Regions from separate parts of the Gossypium hirsutum genome. Here region 1 is linked to region 2. The links are chromatin contacts, called in public Hi-C maps. All regions are on one chromosome and are shown on one strand. Each heading gives the region's core, a stretch centred on a gene start, on an enhancer-like site or on the middle of the called end of the contact. The rest is flanking DNA. Distances are from core to core; before and after follow the strand shown.

The links. Hi-C and Micro-C count contacts between places; a contact is called where the count stands out from the background.
Region 1: a contact with region 2 is called in a Hi-C map of leaf, with 2.5 times the contacts expected there. The contact joins the enhancer-like site here to the promoter of LOC107898601 in region 2. A contact is called at or near these places in 5 of 34 Hi-C or Micro-C datasets (callus, leaf and seedling).

Annotation. Positions count from the first base shown.
Region 1 is chrA13:93,395,227-93,398,711 of Gossypium_hirsutum_v2.1, forward strand. No RefSeq gene overlaps it. Among protein-coding and RNA genes, the nearest start is that of LOC121212474, 23 kb to the right of the region's middle. Within about 2 kb of position 1,370, at least 9 of the 9 cell types and tissues checked have an H3K27ac peak or open chromatin away from gene starts, as enhancers often do. A contact at or near this core is called in leaf, where this site is marked.
Region 2 is chrA13:93,141,508-93,145,130 of Gossypium_hirsutum_v2.1, forward strand. It overlaps LOC107898601 (serine acetyltransferase 1, chloroplastic), which reads left to right and starts at 2,124. Exons shown (of 1, transcript XM_016824101.2): 1 at 2,124-3,623. The coding sequence starts at 2,211. The coding sequence ends at 3,380.

The DNA of each region.
Region 1 (3,485 bases), core at 120-2,619, 250 kb after region 2:
GGGGATGGTGATTTGACTTAATCTTAGGAAGATGTGTCACCATACAGTTAGGAAAATTTTGAAGCCAGATTTCATTAGCCAAAGCACGGTCAAGCCTTTCAAACAAAGCTCCCCTATGTTAGGTGAAAGGAGGCCCCCTGAAGCCCAAGTCATAAAGCTCAGCTAAATCAACAAAATTACCAAAATGAGGGCATCTCTTACCCCTAGATAGACTCCCAGATTTCTCAGAAGTGGAGAGAATTGCGTTGAAATCTCCGACAGCAATCCAAGGGCTCTGACCTAAAGGAATGGACTTTCTTAACTCGCTCCAGAGAAATTGACGCCTTTGTCTATTGGGACTGCCATAAACAAAAGCGATGAAAATAGGAAATGGCAAGGATAAGGACCAAACCCGAGATAGAATAAATTACGGGTGACTGTGGATCACTTCAAGACGGATAGAATCCTTTCATCCTATCCAAATGCCCCCTGAGTAGCCAATTGCTTCCGCGTGGTGGGAATACTAAAACCCCAACTTGGCAATTATACTGCCAGCCTTGGTTCCACTAACTCTTGGTTCAAGCAAGCTTATAATATCCGGTTTATACTCCGTGTTATATTCCCGAAAAATGTGGGGGAATTTAACATTTGCACAACCCTGACAATTCTATGAAAAGATAGATATATTCATTAGAAAAAAATTAGGAAAGATTAGGGAAACATGCCTTATCATTCAAGGCCGGTGTTATTATCTGACATGGTCCCTGTACCATTAGCCTCAGCATTCGATGCCTCATTAAAAATTTGAGATGATAATAATTCTGCCATAGACTCCATAGTTTCAGCTAAGGGAACACGCAAGCTTCCAGAAGAGTTAAAGAGGTTCTCTCGACCTCGTAGAGCAAAATAAGTTCTTCGAGTGCTTCGATTCCCCTTGTTATTCCCCTTGCCTCTTCGATTTTTGGAAACATTTGAATTCGGCTCCAGGTTTGAATCCAAAATCTCTATCGTCCTCGAATCCGAATTATCCTATTGAGTTAAAAATTTATTAAAACTAACAGCAGAGTGCTTACCTGGGTCGAGGGTATTGTCTGAAATAGGAACAATAAATCCCTCAGATTCATCAAAAACAGGATTATAGTGCAGTTTTATTTTTTCTAAAATTTCAGCTTCGTTATTTCCTTGGGTTGTAACCTCCAGAGATCCTTGGTTAGAAGCACCATCCAAATAAATTGATTTTGGATTAACCTTCTACTGGCCTGTCGAAATAGAGATAGTTGAGTTAGAATTGGTAGAATTAATAATAGGTCCCCCCATTATTTCCCACTGCCCCATTCAGCCCCATAGGCCTTTTCCCTAAGCTTTTGTCAAGATAAGTTTTAGAATTTTGGCCTAGTGACTCCTTTTCCTTATTGGCTGAATTTCTACTTAGATTAGACCTTTTAGAAAGGCCCATCCCCTTGTTCAAACTTTGGCCTGATTTCTCCATCGAATTACCAGCCCTATTAAAATCTCTAACATTCCTATTTATTGTCCTATCAGCCACTTTATCCCCTTTTCCACTTTTTAAAAACCCTCCATTCACCAGCGCCAAATCAACCCCCAAGTCTTCCTCCCCTAAAAGCGCCGAAAACCTAGATCCAGTTTCCTTCTTTTCATAAGTCACCGGATTTTCCTTGTTAGACTCACGCTTTTCTCACTGTGAAGGTCTCCTCTCCACCACCATCCATGGCTCAAAATCTGGCCCTTTCACTTTGCCATCTGAACCGGAATTTCCTCCATTCGAGCTCTCATACGGAAGAGATCCCTCCCTAACCATCGGCATATCCTGAGAAGCCTCCGTTAATTTTTCCACATCTGAGGAGTTCTGATTCAACACAACTGAGGTACACATTTCTTTGACATGACCATATTTGCCACACTCAAAACAAACGGTCAGTAAAGCCTCATATTCAACTCGTTGAATAAGGCTGGCAATTAAAACTTGTGAGGTCAATGGTCTATCCAGGTTAATGTAGACGGCTAATCTTGCATATCGCCCCCTGATTTGGTTGTCCGTCTGAGTATCCAGCTTGACGACTTTCCCAATGAGGCCCCCAATTACCTCAATAATCTTCCTTTTATCCAGATGTCCCGGTAGATTTGGCAGGCGAATCCAAGTCAAGACTACACTCGGTTAAGGTTGCAAAGGATTGAAATATCTAGACCAGGGTTGCACGGTCAGATACTAGCCGTAAACTGTCCATGGACCCTGAGACAATGCCTTGTTATAATCACCTGTATCTTGAAATTTCACCAAAAAGTACCCGTTAGCGATATCCATTAAACGAATAGAATGAATTGGTTTCCAAAGAAAAAGAATACGATTATAAAGAGCATTGTATCCAATGTTTCTCCCTAAAAGTTTGACGATAACCATCAGTTCCATTTCTTTGAAAAAGATCTCCTTGATCCGGCTCAAAAATTCAATAGCAGGAATCCCATCAATGATGGAAGTATTAACATCTCCTTCCAATAATTCGAAATCATTGTCATTCCCCTCAGTCGTCATGACACGATCTGAAGTAGGCGCATCAACATGATTCCCCAGAAGTTTGTCTTTCCATGAAATAATCTGTTGTGGTTCAGGATCCACAGCCATAGAGATGTCTTCTTCAACCACAGAATCTTTAAATCTCACTTTTTTTGTGTTACGACCACCGTCGGGATGAGGATCTCCCTCCCCATCATTACCGGAAAGTTGGGAACTTGAGAGCATATTTCAACTATTTTTTGCATAAACAAATTTGCAAAAGTTTGCTTTTGAGATTATTAAAAAAAATATCTTAGTTTTAATTATATATAATTGCAACAAAAATTAAATGATAACTACTTTCAAATAATATCTAGTAATTATTTAATTAATATAAAAATATTATTGATATGATATTATTGAATGCTACTTATAATAATAAATCTTAATTTTAATTGATAAATAACCATAACACTAACTAATAATAATTAATTTAAAATAATATCTAGTAATACTCGAAAAAATCATAACGATATATAATTGTAACACTAATTAAATGATAATTATTTTAAAATAATATATAATAATAAATTCATTAAAATAATCAATCGTATAATTCAAATGAATACAAATTATATTATAAAAATAATTTTTTTCAATGTCAATACAATAATATGATCAACAATAAAGAGTATTCTTGTCGATTCAAAAGTTTCTATAAATTTGTACTTTTATATTACTAGTTTCTAGTGGTACATGTGTTACATGTGATTTTACGTATCTGATTTTTAATTAATTTTTAAATAATATATTTTAATTATTTTAATTAATTTTAATTAATTATTTTAATTATTAAATATAATAAAAATATATTAAATTATTTAACAATTTAAATATAATAAAAATAAATTTTCAAAACGATATTAAAATGTTGATGTAACCCTCCAAATTTCTTTTAGAAAAATTTCTTTTAAAAAAAAAAGAAGATAGAAAA
Region 2 (3,623 bases), core at 874-3,373:
TCTTGAGAGCCAAAGCGAATTTTTCAAATATTTCATAAATTTGTGGAGGGTTTAATGGGTGTTCATAGCCATTTATTTCTGTAATGGGAATGGCAATGAAAAAGATGAAAAAGATGAAAAAGAAAGGAAAAGGTTTTGTTTTAGCTTAATTCACAAATGGAGAGGGAGGAGAGGTAAAAACATTTATGCCATATTATTAAATTAAAATAAATATAAAATTCTAATATTAATTTTTGAAAGTTATTATTATGAAAATATAAAAGCCACAAAGGTGGCATCATGTCAATGATTTTTCTTTTAACGTCAATTGAGATAAAAGACAATTAGGTATTAAAGTGAGAAAATAAATATATTTGAGGGGACAATTAGTGAATAAAGCAGAAAGAAAAAGACTCCGAAATTGGGAGCAAAGAATAAAAAATCAAAATCAATAATTGAATCAAATACGTTTTGGGTTTGTTTCAATGGGTTGAGGTTCAGATGTAACCAGTTACATAATGGGGTCAAACACTAATTAATGGTCAAGGAAACTACTCCTACGAGAGACGTGTACATGAGGGTGACCAGATAACTGCCCAAAGTCAAATGTCCTTTGTATCCTTTATCTCGCGCGTCATCGCCCACGTCACTGCTTGCTTTCCAACTTTTTTACTTCTCTCTTAAAAAATTATTATCTTTTGGAATGCATTTTAAAATTCCGTTGTTTAATTTCTAGCAATATATTAAAATTTCATAATTATGTTATTATAATTAATTTTTTTAAAAAATCAATGAAATAAAATTATAGATGAACAAGGACAACTAGCATCAAGTGGCCTACATTCTATTCCATATGATTTTGTTCGTTGAATGGCATAGCAAAGGGCAATCTTAGAGGTTCTAAGCACATTCAAGTGGGTGAAAAAAGTTCTTTTTTCTTTTAAATAATATCAATTATTAAAAATATTATAATTTGAAAAACAATAGAATTAAAAGTAAACAACAGTATTTTAGAGAATAATATATTGAATTAGAGAAGAATCCTGTTACTATCTTTGATAATGGTTATGATATAATCTATTATATATTAGGAAAATCCTAAAATATCATTTACATACAATATTTTCTTTAATTTAATTTAATTTTAATTAAATTAATTAAAAAAAGAGAGCAAACACGTTGAAACTATATGAAAAAACCCCATAAGAGAAACATTGGAATTTGAAAATATTGAAATCAATAATTGAAAATTAACAAAAATGATGAAAAGTGAAAATAAAAAAGCAAGAAATTATAATATTAGGGGAGAGGGAAAGGTATGATGAAATTTGGACTAATGTTATCTATATATTCAACAACAACTTTAATCATTTTTTCACACGAATCTAAATAAAAAAATTGAAAAATTATAACCGCCGCTGATAGCATTATCAAGATTATTTTTTTTAAAAGAATTGAAATAGAAAATTAAAGATGAAAAAAGAATTATTTATTTTTCTACATAAATAAAATTGTCTCCACATAAGTAAAAATAATTGAAATTTAAAAAAAAACTAAAAATGATTAAAAATATAGAAGAAAAGAACACGTTATTTATTTTTTAAAAAATAAATTATTTTAATTAACGTTAAATTAAGTTAGAGTACATATTTTATATGGATAAATGAATAATAATATTTGTATTTCTTTAAAAACTGATAATATGTTACTATTAAATGGAAATTCTTTTGAAAATATTTATACCTGAAATACTTTTTATAATTTTATCTATCAAACTAATATTTTTAGTTTTTTTTGCAAAAAAATTACTGAATTTTAAATTAATTGACATTAACATTGTTAGCAATATAAAAAAATAAATTTAAATGCGTTAAAGCGTATTTCTCTTTCTATTTAAAGATAAAATAAAAGCTAATATGTTTAGACTTGGCTTAATATGACAAAATATTTAAAAAATTCTTAAATTTTTATAATTTTATTTAGCTATTCTTTATATTTTTACTGAATCTAAATAAATTATTATACTTTGATTTTTCTTACGGGATTAATTTGTATTTGACTATAGTCTGAAATACCATTTTTACCCTTGGTGGGACAGGTTAGAGCCCTATAAAATTATGCTCTTAACACCGAAAATCTGGGCAAAACCACAAGAAAGTATATTAAATCATTAGCCGAAAGCTAACCATTTTCCCCGAAAATCTCAATTTTCCACGAAAATCTCAATTTCCATGAAAGTTCTGGGGACACCTCGTCCCTTACCCCTTGCTTTAGATACCAACGACTCTCGTGTTCTCTCTCATACACACTCTTCTCCATCAGTACTCTCATCCACGAAACATTCTCACAAGCTTTCCAAATCCATGGCTACTTGTATCGACACCTCAAGAACAACCGAGCCTTCCCGAGTTTCCCAGCGTCCAAACAGGTCTCAACCTGATGAAATCCATTACAAGTATGTAAAATTCTGCAGACCCACTTTTACTGACCATGTTTCAAGCATACCCTTTAGCGAAAACCACACAAATGGCATCCACACCAGAAAAATTGCTGATTTATCTTTTGAAGAAGAAGGAGAAGTAGCAGAGATTGGTTCTTTATGGCTGAAAATGAACGAAGAGGCAAGGTTAGATGCTGAGCAAGAGCCCATCTTGTCAAATTATTATTACAGCTCAATTTTGTCTCAGAATTCATTAGAATGTGCTTTGGCAAACCATTTGTCAATCAAGTTAAGCAATTCAAGTCTTCCAAGTTGTACTCTGTTTGATATATTCATGGGGGTTGTTTTGGAAGATAAAGGAATTGTAAAAGCTGTCAAGGAAGATTTAAAAGCTGTTAAAGAAAGAGACCCTGCATGTATAAGTTATGTGCATTGCTTTTTGAATTATAAAGGGTTCCTTGCATGTCAAGCACATAGGATAGCACATAATTTATGGTCACAAGGGAGGAAAGTTTTGGCCTTGTTGATACAAAATAGGGTGTCTGAGGTTTTTGCTGTGGATATTCATCCTGGGGCTAAGATTGGGAGTGGAGTATTTTTTGATCATGCTACTGGAGTTGTTGTTGGAGAGACTGCTGTTATTGGAAACAATGTATCAATCTTACATAACGTGACATTAGGAGGAACTGGTAAGGTTTGTGGTGATAGACATCCAAAGATTGGAGATGGAGTTTTGATTGGTGCTGGCACTTGTATTTTGGGAAATATTAAAATTGGTGATGCAGCTAAGATTGGTGCTGGCTCTGTGGTGTTAAAGGATGTGCCTCCCAAGACTACTGCCGTCGGGAACCCGGCTAGATTGATTGGAGGCCTGGAGAACCCCGTTAAGCTTGACAAGATTCCAAGTTTTATCATGGATCATACTTCACACATTACTGAATGGCCTGACTATGTCATATAGAGAGCTATTTCATTTTCCCTTTTAATGCTTTGGAATTGGTTTGGAGCCTTTCTGTTTTTTGCTATAAGAGAGAATTGAACTTCTCCTTTAGGAATTGGAAGAGTTTCTAGGTGATCCTCATGCATGCTAAACCGGATTAGTTATGCTGTTATTAAAGCCAGCTTTGAAGCAAGTACAATATATGAGTATTTATGTACTTTCTTTTATATTCATCAGAAATGGTCTCGCAATCTCTGGTATTGT